Regions from separate parts of the Mus musculus genome. Here regions 2 and 3 are each linked to region 1. Evidence: chromatin contacts called from public Hi-C and promoter capture Hi-C data. All regions are on one chromosome and are shown on one strand. The core of a region is the stretch at or near the end of the contact, and the rest is flanking DNA. Distances in the headings are between cores, read along the strand shown.

Region 1 (4,348 bases), core at 881-3,380:
CTGTTATCCAGAAAGTGCCACATACTGAGAATGTACAGTGTACAAATGTCTAGGCTGCATCTCCACAGAGTGATATAGGCTCACTTAAATTATATCAAAGCTGAGCTAATAATCCACATTATACATTACCAGGCATGCAAGAAAATACAAATGAAAACAATGTTTTCAACTGTTTTGTTAATAGTCTGAGTGATGGCTGACTTGCTTCTATTAAAAGCCATAGACATTATTTTGGGAGGCAGTTTTTGGGTTACAGAAACATCAACCTGAAAACAGAATCTATCCCCTTCTCCTATCCGCAGAATCTCCTACTAGTGAGATCCATCAGTTGTCATACTGATATATTGTTGCTAACTTTAGTGTTAGCATTATTGTTGCCAATACTGATACATTATTGTTAACTTCTGCAGTTCACTCAGGTTCCACTCTTGGTGATATATATTCTGTGGGTCTCGACAAGTGCACAGTAACATGGATTAACCCATCCTATTATCTTACAGAACACGCCCACCATCACAAGAATCCCTACCACCCCGGGAGCCACCCACCTTTTTACTGTCCCACTATGTGGTAAAGTGATTTAAAAGTCTGCCTCTGAGTTTACTGCTTGCTTTTGGACCCTGTTGCCGGCCCAGCAGAAGGGACCTAGAGCTAAAGGTCCTGAGCACTCACAAGCCCTGGGAAATTACATTTTCAGTCCCATCCACAGGGATCCACAGGGACTTTATTGAAATTTGGCAGGTAAATATTTCCCTTCAGTGAAGTCCATCATTGCTCTTATAAGCTTACTAGAACCTGATGTATTAACAATACATGTATCTATGTATATGGGGGTCAATACATGTTATCTATGCATACAGGCTTCATGTATACTAGGGAATAAGTACTTACACCTTAATTGCATCTTTCTTTAACAGAGGTTCAGATAGCTTTGTCTTCTATTTTGGAAGACAAACAGATCTATTCTTGAGTATTTTTTAACACTCTATATTATGTTTCTGAGTGTTTTGCTTGTATATATGTATGTGTACATGTGGAAGGCAGTAGCCCTGTGGCCTGGGAGATTGTGGATGATGACATCTGTGCCATCTGCTGGAACCACATTGTGGACCACTGCATAGAATATCAAGCCAACCCAGTTTTGGATGCTTCCAAGGATGGGCTGTTGTGTGCAACTGTCCTCATTTTTGCTGAATCTCTTGCTGGCTCAGAACACAGCAGGTGTGTCCATCGCACAACAGAGAGTGGGAATTCCACAAGTGTGGTCATTAGGAAATGGCCTTCCCTTGAAACCTACCCATTTGTTATTAATTTACTGACTGGCCTTCCTGTTAATTATAAGTGAAACCAGGTGTTCTCTTCTCCACTGTCTTTGCAGTTTGCTGTTTCTATAGCCATGTTGTATTTTGTCCATAACGTCCAAAGAAAGAAAGGAAAAGTTAAAGAAAAAAGCATCAATACATTTTCATTTCATAAAAAATGTAGGTTTAGTATTTAAACAGACAGTGAAAATATTTGCAAACTACAGATTTTCGTAACAATTCTCCCCTCATAGATTCTATTTGTATTAACTTATTCATATTTGGATAGTCTAACGTTTAAAATCTGTAAATTTTTTGTGCATGTGTCTCTGTGTGTATGGTTGTGTGGAGGCCAGGGAACACAGTTCAGGTGTTGTTCCTCATGAACTACCTACCCTGGGTTTTGAGACAGTCTCTAGGTGGCCAGGAGTGTGCTAAGTAGGCAAGGCTGGCTGGGCAGGGACACCCGGGGATCTGCCCGTCTCTGGCTTCACAGTGCTGTGATTACAAGCCTCTGCCACAATAAGCATTATTTTATATGGGTTCCTCTTCCTCCTCTTCCTCCTCCTCCTCCTTGCTTCCCTCCACTTCCCATCCTTTTTTCTTTTCAGGTAGGTTTGCATATTTACATTGAGTTGTGAAGGCTGCCCTTACACTACGGGGGCATCTCAGCCATCCACGTATCCAGGTCAGCAGGCACACACTGCCGTGTTCATGGGCCTCAATTTCTTCATTTAGAACACAAGAGGAATAAATCACATGGTACCCAAATATTTCCTCTACACCCTCATTCTGATTCCGGAGTGTGTTCGAGGCCCAAGCTTCTTCCTCTTTTTGACTCCTCCCTGAGAGCAGTTCCTGCTTAAGCTTCTCTCTGGCGCCAACTGGTTTGCGTACAATAATTGTTTATTACCTTTGGCATTTTGTGGTTTGGAAAGACCTGCCTTATTGGGCAAGCTCCAATTCCTAGAGATTACAAGGGCTCCCGACAAGAGCAGCCTTGTGAACTGCAAACCGACCAGCCCGGAGCCAGACTTCTATCTGCCCTACAACCCAGAGGCAAAATTCTTTCACCCTCACCGCCCCGGAGGACCAGATTCCAGGCATCCAGAGAACACTCCTATGGCTTAAAGTCATCCAGAACAATTCAGCTTGCAGCTTCTAAACTGCTCAATCTCCCTGTAAAAACCTCAATAAAAGCTCTGACCAAGGTTCTCTGGTCCCTGCTCCGCCCCACCCCCCACCCCCACAGCGCTGCCTCCTGGCCACGCCTTTTCACGTCTTTCCACCGATGCCTGCATGGCAGGTGCTTTCTCTCATTTCTGGGAACTGTGAGTGTGAAACTCTTCCCCAGAGCCTCTCCTGTTTCTCCACAGGCCACACATGACTGATCGTAACATAAAACAATGTGGAACAATCTTCTAGCGCTTTCCCTGCAGTGATGGAGATGCTAACAAGCCCTAAAAATGAGAAAAGAAAATGAAGTAAGGAAGACATAGGAGGAGGGCCATCCTTGTCGGTGGACTGTAAGCGGCGGACAACAAAGCAGAGAAACTTGTTTGTTCCTGTGTGAGCCAGTCTCCCGCACACATTCAACGTCAGAATCCGCACATTTTAAATAGCATTTTTCCGATGTTTCTTCAGTTATGGGCTAAAATTTTGTTACCCTTTATATGTCCCTAGCAAGGAATCTATTAACAATTATGTCACAGGCCTTCCTAGGAATGAGTTCATTTAAGTATTAATTGCTAGTCTTCCTTTGATATCTCTTTTATCCTCATATTCCTCTGATGTCCTATCATCCATAACTCTTCAAAATTATCTGGGGGATACTTTAATAAATGCCCCATCTCCTTTTAAAAATGTTTATCTTAAAACTGTAAACAATTTATTGTTTTTATGTGTCTGTTTACCACATGTATGCAGTGCCCACAGATGCCAGAAGAGGGCGTTGTATCCTCTAGGACTGGAGTTATAGATGACTCTAAGCTGCCATGTGGATGCAGGGAATCAAACCTGGGACCTCTGGAAGAGCAGCCAGTGCTCTTAACTACTGAGCCATCTCTCCAGCCCTCTCATCATCTAGAACACTCATATTTTAACAGCATCCTCACATTAAAAATAAATAAATAAATAAATAAATAAACATCGGACTGGAGCAATAGCTCAGTGATTAATAGCACTGGCTACTCTTCCAGAGGGCCTAAGTTCAAGACCAAGCACCCATATGGCAGCTCACAATCCTCTTGAGGTCCAGTCCCAGGGGATGTAAAATCTTCTGGCCTCTGTAAGCACCAGACACACATGTGATGCACATACATCCGTGGGGCAAAATACTCATACAGATAAAATAAAAACTAATGTTATTGAAAATAGAAATAAGTGTCAATTGCCATAACAAATAAGTAATTGAAATAAATCCAGTCCTCTAGGACCTCGCAGTGTTTTTTAGTTCTGCAGTCTTAAAGCATGGAACAAACTATCCCAATTCCCTGAGGTGAGGGAGTCCCTTTCTTTGGTGGTACAGCCCTGGCTAGCTGCCTATCTGCCACTAAACAACGCCTCCCCAAAGTTCATGCAAGTGACTGTAATTAAATACAGAGGGTCACAGAAAAGAATATGGAAAGAAAAGAAACATGTTAAGAGAGACAAATGTTATGAAGAAGAAAGAAGAAAGATCTCTCTAGGAGTGAGAGTGGGCAAGACCCTAGTAGGGGTACATAACACACACACACACACACACACACACACACACACACCAAATAGGAAATGGATTTTAAACAAAAACATTTGATATTTCCACAAGAGCACCCCATGAATGCCGACACCTGGAAGGGTACCCCGCTTGCCCACTCCATGTGAGCACCCCTTTTCTCTGTCATTGTATTATTCGTATTTCTCTCTGAGCCTCCAGCGGGTGTTGTGTTTCCTAGCCATCTCCTCTCACACGGCTGCTGCGTCTGGAGAATGGTTTCAGGAAAGCTCCGTGCCTTTGAGTGTCTGCCCCGCCTTCAGCAGGTAACTGCACAGGTTCTGCACAAAAGAGC
Region 2 (4,348 bases), core at 1,082-3,581, 2.3 Mb before region 1:
ACAGGCACAGACAGGTAATGTAATTATGCCAAGAAATGTGAACCCTACTTTCCCTGTACTATAGTCAAGGGTATCTGGAAAAACACTTGTGTTTTTGCATACGGACCTAATGCTGGATATGTGTATCAACCCCCCAAATGCTATATGTAAAGATGTAGACAAATCAATACACCTTGTGGCACGTTGTAGACCAGATAGACCTTTGTAAGCCACCTTGCTTCTAACCATAAAAAGTTCCTGTCATATAGTGTGCACTTGGAAGATGTCCAGAGAATGGGAAGAATGGGAGTTGTAGTAAGAATTCCAGTCCCACAGAAGTTACCACCTTTCTTAGAAATCATTTTTTACCCTTAAAAAATGTTTATTATATTTTATTGTGTGTGTACTCCTGTGGCAATTGGGTTCAACTTGTGGGTGTTGGTTTTCTCCTTTTTCCATGTGGGGTCTGGGAATCAAACCCAGGTCTTTTGGTTTGAAGGCAAGGCCCTTCTCTGTTAAGCAGTCACCTTATCGGCCCAGAGCCACTTTCTCCTAAACAAGGCTCTGTAGAAGAGCTGTTTCCAAAGTTACGCGACTACTGCAGAAGGACTGCGTGGAAGCTGCAAGGCTGCTGAGAAGATCATCGAGGTCAGTAAGTGTTACATCTCCATCCATCGTGAGGGAAGCTTGGCTATCCAGGCTACCCCTGAAACGTTTACAAAGAAACACAGGTTTACCATTGCTTCTGAAACGACTGTGCTCATCCGGGCACAAGCCATCGGCATTTTCATCAGACCAGGAGTGACAAAAAGGGACAAGAGGACCAGTTAATTACTGAGATCATCTGAGGTTCGTATGTTTGACATCATAGCGTTTCCCACAACCTGCCCAAGTAATTACTCTCTGTCCCGAGAGTAATGCTGAAATACCACCTCTCATGTCTCTTTATACCCGTGTGTTTTACTAAAATGCTCTGCAAGCTGCAGGGTCCTCAGATCCGTTTTCAGATGAGCTGTTACAACCTGACTGGGAACGTTCAACGTAATACTACCAGCATGCTTTAAGAGAAAATAAAGTTTATTCTTGTTCAAGTTAAAGTCTAGACACGCCTCAACTTGTCAACTCTGGCCAAATTTATAAATTATTTAACACCAGTAGAGTAATACAATCTTTATCCTGGATGATTCAAACCTTGATGTAACTAAACTGATGAGCCAGTAGAAAAACCACTTAACATGTACTTGAGACCGTATACTCTCATGAAAATATACAGGTAGCCAAGCAGTTGTGAAACATGTACATAATTTACTATGAAGGGCTGTGACACACAAGAGTGTCTCCTATATGGCACAATCAGGTTAGTTAAGAGCCAGGATCTATGTGGAGAATAAAAACACTGTGACAGTGCTGGACGCAGGTGACCTCAATGATGAGTTCCCACTACAAAATCCCCTTACAGAAGAATGTTCCAGGCATAGTGACCTGAAATTTATTTCATGTTTCGAAGAGGAGTGGGTGTTTCCCATGAAGCCTGGTCCACTGAGATGCTTCTGATACCACAGAAAACAAAGCCTCACATTTAGGAAAGCCATATCAGGGGAATCCACTCCTTTGGGTCCTGGGACATCCAGCCTCAATGATAACTTGGAACCCAGTAGAAAGAAACTTACACACAGAGAAACAATGGTAGACCCTGATGCATGGAAGAAGGAGAGCTCCTGCCCTTGAATTAGAGCATTTCTTTTAAGTGAAGGCACTAGAACATTCTAATAAGATTAACTTCTGAAACATATATCAAATTATTTTCTGTGCTTATTTTCATTACTGGTCTTCAGGGATGCTCAGTATCTCTGAGCATAGAAAGAGAGGCGTTTGTGCCTTCTATATTGTGAAATATAATACAGAGAATGGAAGCACAAATTATCACAAACCAAGCACCACCAAGCACTGTCCCATAGGCCAAAAAACATTACTAGCAAACGAGAAAGTTTTCCTATGAACTCTCTGCTTGCTTCACCCACCTACTTGCCAAGGTAGCCACTGTCCTGAGTTTTATGATAAGCACCCCCTTGGAGTTCTTTATGGTGCTTATCAACCAGGCATGAGGCTTTTGCCTGGCTTTGTTTTGCTTTTATTTCAATGCAATTGCTTATATGATTGCATGTGTGAAATTGGTTCTACAACTAATGGATATGTAAGGTGCTTCCAGTTTGATACTACTAAGATTATTGTGAATATTTGTATATATGTCTCTAAGAGAATATACAAATTTCTGCTAAGGACGTACAGGAGTGTGTGATTGTAAGTCATAAAGTATGTTCCAAAGGAAGTGTACAAAATGTGTTGTAATAAAACACTCCCAATGCCACAATGTTTACCGTTCATATCTTAAAACTTTTTGACCACTGGGACACCTTATAAAGTATCCACTCTCATAAAGTATGTCACTCTTAACAGTTGAGACCCTTGTCCTCGTTTGCTTCCTATTGTCAAGATATACCCCGTGATCAGAAGTAACTTGGAAGAAAAAGACTTATTATGTCTTGCAAGTCCATCGTCAAGAGAAGCCAGGGCAAGAACTCAAGCTGAAACCTGGAGGCAGGAGCTGAGGCCAAGACTATAGACAGAGTCCTGCTTACTGGTTTGCTCCTGTGATTTGATCAGTTTGCTTTCTTATCTGCCTCAGGGCCATGTGCCCTGGAAAGGCACCTCCCACAGTTAAGCTTGGCTCTCCCACATCAATCAACCACTAAGAAAAAGCTTGACAGACATACCCACAGGCTAATCTGATACAGGCAGTTCCTCCACTGATGTTATCTCTTCCTTAATGACTCCAGTTTGGGTCAAGTTGACAAAAATAAAATAAAATAAAATAAAATAAAATAAAATAAAATAAAATAAAATATAAAAATAAAATAAAAATAAAAACTCAACAACAAAAAAACCTAACCAGCACAAACCTCAAGTTTTCTACTGAAGGCTGTTTCTTCCTAAGTACCTTTCTGTATACCATATAAGAAATTAAAACTGGGGCTGGTGAGATGACTCAGTGGTTAAAAGCACTGGCCGCTCTTCCAGAGGTCATGAGTTCAATTCCCAGCAACCACGTGGTGGCTCACAACCATCTCTAGGGGGATATGATTCCATCTTCAGGCAGGCAGATATATATGAAACAGAGCACTCATCCATTAAATAAATAAATTTGAAAAAAATTTTAAAAAGAAAGAAATTAAAACTGAAAAGAATTCAGAATATTTCTTTTTCTTTACACATACTCTAAGAAGCATGAAAATAAAATAAGGTCTATTTTCCAGAATAAAAGCTTGAGAAGAACGTCCCTTCCTTTTGTGTTTCTATAAGTCTTACCAGTACTGACTTAATGGACAGCTAAGATTAATGAGCTTCCCAAGTCTGCTTCTGAATTCTCTGAGGAGGTCTCCCATGACCTGTGTCCTCTGGGAAACTTCCCTTTGCACTCATGAGAGAATGAGAGTTAAAAAGGCTAGTGCCTCAGCTGACCCCCTCAAACGATTTCTAGAATTCACGGGGGCTTCTACACCTCATCTTGAGGGCTACAGCCCTAAATATTTACTTAGTTGTCTGTGAAGCACTCACTGAGAAAGTCTAGACAAAATGCATTCCAAAAGCAATTAATGATATTGTCACAAGAAATACTATGTAAGAGTCTAATTCTCCCCTGCCTCGGACATGCAACAAATTTTGTGTGTTCTTTTTGCCATTAAAAAAAAAAAAAGGGAAAAAAAATATATACACTATTAATAAAACAAAGTTGTCAAAAATATTTAAGGCATAATGGCATAATATATTTTGATTGATACATGGAGGATTTTTCAATTTCACATAATCAAATTTTGAAACTTATTCCTACAAATTTTGAGACCCAGTCCATGGATAACCAGAAACATTATTGTGGGGCAGCTGAACTCAGTGTGACTTTTGTGATAAAGTAGGATTTGTTTGCTTGTATGATCAGACTCTCTCCCACTTTATAGACTCATAAAGTTCTTTTTACTGCTGCATTTAGATCCGTGGTAACTAGTTAAAGAGATCAGTTACTACTAAAGTAGTTTCTACTGCTATAGACAGCATGTCTCGCTAGTCCCTTATTCACAGATCCCAGCATTTGACCTTCATCCTTCCGGGTCGCTGGACTCTCTTCTTCTGAAGTGTGTTGTGGCCAACAACATTCAAGTACCAGGGACAAGTGATATTCTCAAAGACGGGTCGATGTGCTCCTAATGCCAGTGGAAATTGTTTTTCCTATTGATTAAAAACCTCCTTTCAAAGAGGTGAGGCAGTTCCTTGTGAGCTAGGACAGCACTAACACAGAGAGCCAAGCTGTAACAAG
Region 3 (4,348 bases), core at 822-3,321, 2.0 Mb before region 1:
AAAAAAATATATATATATATATTTCTAGTATGTACCACTGTATTTCAGACCTTGCCTTTAAAAATGTGTGTGTGTGTGTGTGTGTGTGTGTGTGTATTGGGCATGGTAGCATATGCCTTTAACCCCAGCATTCAGAGGCAGAGGCAGGCAAATCTCTGTGATTCTACATAGTGAGTTCCAGGACAGCCAGGCTACATTGTGAAACCCTGTCTAAAAAAATTATATGAAAATAGTGAACTTCTTTCCCTGGGTGGCCAAATAGTTGTTCAGATTTGCTTAATTTCTGAATTAAGTATATATTACTGAATTAAGTAGTATAGCCACTAGGCATTGGTTATTGGGTATAGCTATAGCTTTCCTTCCCTCCTTGTGTGTGTTTTTCTTTTAGTATTTGTGCAAAAGTATTATTGGGGATTTTAAAATGTCTTTTGTTTTTAGTGTCTGAGGACCAAACCTATGAACCCTGTCACTGAAGCGCACCTCTAGCCCCGCACGTCTGGTTGTGTATGTACTTTTTGTTAAATGTAGCCGTCCTAAGCATGGAAAGTCTTGAGGCTAAGCTACTTCTTTTGTTCATTTTGAGCATTTTGAGCGCATTTTGTTTTCATAGACGTAGTTTTCTTCATTTAATGTGCCTCATTTCCCACCAGAATGTTACGAGTGGGTGCAATATATTTCCTCCTTGTAGCTGTCAAGGAATACTTATTTGTAAAAAAAGATTTATTTATTTTATGCATGTAAGTGTTTTGTCTGCGGATATGTATGTACACCACATGTGTGCCCGGTCCCCAAAGAGGCCAGAAGAGGACATTAGGTCCCCTGGAGCTGAAGTTCTGGACAGTTGTGAGCTACCACACCAGGAATGGGAACAGAACCCGGGTCCCCTGCAGGAGCAGAAATTGCTCTTAACCACTGAGCCATCTTTCCAGACCTAAGAAATATTTATGTAGTGAGAGTGAAGGGGTCCAGTCAACTGGTGAACTCTTACCCTAAGACCAACATGGTAGTTACCATGAAGATGGTCTTTCGTTCGTCCACATTGCTGGGATTAAACCCAGATGGTGGAATCAGATTCACATCGGCTTTAACTAAGAAGTACTAACAACTGCTGCCTATTCCTACTGTATAAATAGCCTAAATTAATTACTCCAGTGGCAATTAAACGACAGACATCACAGTGACACTCAAAAAGAAAATCTCGGCGATTTAAATAAAAATCAGAGTTAAAAAAAAAGACTTTTACAGGTCCAATTGTTTTAAATGAAAAGTAGCTTAGAGTGAAGCTCTGTAAAACTCTGGCTATTGAATTTAATTTCTCTGTAAAAAACTTAGCTTTAATAGAAACGGCTGCTGGAGAAACCACATTCTCAGCCCATAACATGGCCCATGTTTCTGTTTTAAATCCAGTATAAAAAGTATTTAAGCGTCATAGATTTTACCACCCCGTATTCTTATCAGCTCTGATACAGTACGAAAGAATAAAGATTTATATCTTGTGGGCATTTAATAAACGTTAATTTTTAATTGACAGTTGAAATGTAATCTCCAAATAGATGTGGATGTTATTAGCTTCAATCATTTCACGGTAAATAATTGGAGATAGGAAACGCGGGGAAGGGTTATGACTCCCCAGTAGGAATGAATGGTGGCTGGTGCTTAGAGGGAAACATTTTCAATGCCATTTCCATACCCCAATCTTTCTCCTGCAGATGCCAGGATGAGCCATCCTCAGTGAGGAACAACTCAAAAGAGGGCTGAGGGGTGGGGAAGAAGAAAATTAAAGAAAGAGAGAGAAAAAAGGGAAAAAGATGGTCTCTTCTTAGTTTTCAGTTTACTTTTTATTTCAGTTGGGAAAATCCCCGCTGATTTTTTTTTTTCTTTTTTTAAAATTTAATGCATCCTGGGAACATGCCGTTCAGGATTTTGGCATGGGAACTTCAAACGAAATTGGTAAGGGAGGCAAATGCGTAAGTGGAAAGTTTGAGGAAGCTGGCAGCAGGGCGGGAAGTCAGCCCTTCGTTCGCTCCACCCCCTCTCATGTGAGTACAAAGCTGGAGCCGCCGCGTGAGTCAGAGCCAGCCTGGCCCCGAGAAGCTCGGCATCTGCTTCCTCAACTATCACCCAGAGGACTCTGGTGCTAAATCACGGGGCAAAAATAGCTTCAGAGACCCAGCTTCAAACAGATGCGTCGTGGTGGGCGTGGACAAGGGTTCTGGAGGCTTCTCAAATTCCCCATTACCTGATTAATGGATGTGTTATTTTTATATTAGCCGGCCGTCATACTGTTTACCTCGCTCACCTAGATATTGAGTACAAGCTTCATTTATAGCCATCTGAGAGAAGCTGCTTCCTCAATTACACTGTGTTTGATACTAAAATCTGGACCTGAACTTTTTGCTTGTTGATTGGTCTTTGATCAATAATTACAAAAGGGGAAGCTTTACTTCAGTCACAGGAAAGTGCGTATTTTAAAAGATACATTAAAAAAAAACCAACCCTCAAACACACACACTCTATGTAACTTTCCATTAATACCAATTGGCATAAAGCTCGTAGGGTCTGTCTGTGTTTTTTGGCAACAAGGAATTTTAAAGCTAGAATTGTTATCTCAGCTTAAGATCTTTCGAGGTTTTATTTCACATACAGGAAAGTGTATTCCAGGCCTGGTTAGAATTGTTGCAACTTGATATTAAGTTTTAGCTTAAGTTTTCCCACCAAAAGAGCATCTGAAATAGATGATGAGATTAACAACTGGGGAGAAGTTCAGAGCATTTAATGAAATTGATCTACTAAATGAGCACTGACAGTTTTTAGTGGCTATCTTAAAATAGACATTATTATCAGGAAAGAGTTAGTCCACTTAAGCCCTTCATTTGGAAGATGCCTAGTCTGACCTTGTTCAACTTAATGTGCAGGAGAGGGCTTCTGGGTTTATTTAGATGTGGTCCTAAATCAATAGGTTTGAAGTCATCACTTACAATATATATATAATGTTAATATAATATTATATAATATGTATAACATATATAATATTATATATATTACTTTCCTTGCCTTTCCTTTTTTTCCTTTCTTGTTTTTTCTTTTTTTCTAAAAGGCAGAGATGATAAAGGCTACTCGGTGAGACGTAGGTAATTATAACAATTAGATATTTTGAAAATAAAAATAATGGCCCCAAAATAGAACAACATATAACAGTGGCTCTATATGAAGAGCCAAGAGCTGCATCAGCATTTCCTATTCTAGCTGCACACATTATGTGCTGAATGTATTTCAGAGCCAAAAGAATTATATTGGATTAATATCAGATTTTATTTAGGACATTCTGAATTATTAAATAAGCAGCTAATTAAAACAACCAGAAAGCTTTGCAAACAAACACGAATGAAGAAATAAGTCTGGGGTTTCCCAGAAATCTGTGTCTGGACACCTCAGTGAGTTTTATGTTCTGTGGGTACTGACTCCTTTTTTTTTTTTTTTTTTTTTTTTCTGAGACAGGGTTCTCTGTGTAGCCTTGGCTGTCCTGGAACTTACTCTGTAGACCAGGCTGGCCTCAAACTCAGAAATCTTCCTGCCTCTGCCTCCCGAGTGCTGGGATTAAAGGTGTGCGCCACCACGTCCTGCTGGGTACTGACTTCTTGTGACAAGTTTGAGTGTCACATCTTCGGCTCAGTTGTGTGCAGATTCTGAGTATTTATCATGAAAACTGTAGGATCTTGGCTTTGGAAGTGGCTTAAGTAGACAGCTCCCAAGTTCACAGAGGTTTGTATGCAAGCCTTCCTAGAAAAGCTTGCTCATCTGCAAAAGCATTCAGGAAAATTTATTTTAGTTGTTCTTTTGTTTGTTTTTATTGTTGTTATCCATTACAGCATTTAATGGTCCATTTCCCTAGTCAGAATTTATAAGCCAGACAGTTCTAGATATTTCTAATATAAAAATGTAACACTGACCTCATGGTACCTCATGCCTGTGACTTAAGCAGATGAAGGAACAGGAGTTCAAGGCCAGACTCTGGATATGTACATAATGAGCAGGAGGCCAGGCAGGGCTCTGTGAGACTTTGTCTCCCCCCTGTCCCCAGTAAAAAAAAGAATAGAAAAACAAATAGGAAGAAGGTAACAGTATTTCCTTCAGATCTCTACAGAAAGACCAGGGTGAAAATTTCACCCCTAGCTTTCTCTTCTAGAAACGGAATATTCTAACTCTCATTTATCAGTTGCTCAGCTTTGCTAGGTCCCCTCTTGAATGTCTAGCCAATTATTCATATCATATTATTTACTATCATATTACTAAGCTCCTGGGAACTTAGTGCTTCCGTGCCAGGCATTTAAGGAAGAGGGGAGATGGT

Evidence for each region. Promoter capture Hi-C pulls out the DNA fragments that hold promoters and counts their contacts. Hi-C and Micro-C count contacts between places; a contact is called where the count stands out from the background.
Region 2: a promoter capture Hi-C map of the C10 cell line shows a contact between it and region 1, with 5 times the contacts expected there. The contact joins two enhancer-like sites. A contact is called at or near these places in 6 of 39 promoter capture datasets (the 3T3-L1 cell line, the C10 cell line, hippocampal neurons and 2 more).
Region 3: a Hi-C map of pre-B cells shows a contact between it and region 1, with 5 times the contacts expected there. The contact joins two enhancer-like sites. A contact is called at or near these places in 1 of 39 promoter capture datasets (hippocampal neurons) and 2 of 484 Hi-C or Micro-C datasets (cortical neurons and pre-B cells).

What each region holds. Positions count from the first base shown.
Region 1 is chr2:73,538,798-73,543,145 of GRCm38.p6, reverse strand. No RefSeq gene overlaps it. Among named protein-coding and RNA genes, the nearest start is that of Wipf1, 11 kb to the right of the region's middle. Within about 2 kb of position 2,130, at least 109 of the 459 cell types and tissues checked have an H3K27ac peak or open chromatin away from gene starts, as enhancers often do. A contact at or near this core is called in pre-B cells, where this site is marked.
Region 2 is chr2:75,824,139-75,828,486 of GRCm38.p6, reverse strand. All of the region lies in intron 1 of Gm34861 (a long non-coding RNA gene), which reads left to right. Among named protein-coding and RNA genes, the nearest start is that of Agps, 5.9 kb to the left of the region's middle. Within about 2 kb of position 2,331, at least 29 of the 459 cell types and tissues checked have an H3K27ac peak or open chromatin away from gene starts, as enhancers often do.
Region 3 is chr2:75,582,869-75,587,216 of GRCm38.p6, reverse strand. All of the region lies in intron 2 of Gm50595, which reads left to right. Among named protein-coding and RNA genes, the nearest start is that of Gm39853, 28 kb to the left of the region's middle. Within about 2 kb of position 2,071, at least 192 of the 459 cell types and tissues checked have an H3K27ac peak or open chromatin away from gene starts, as enhancers often do. A contact at or near this core is called in pre-B cells, where this site is marked.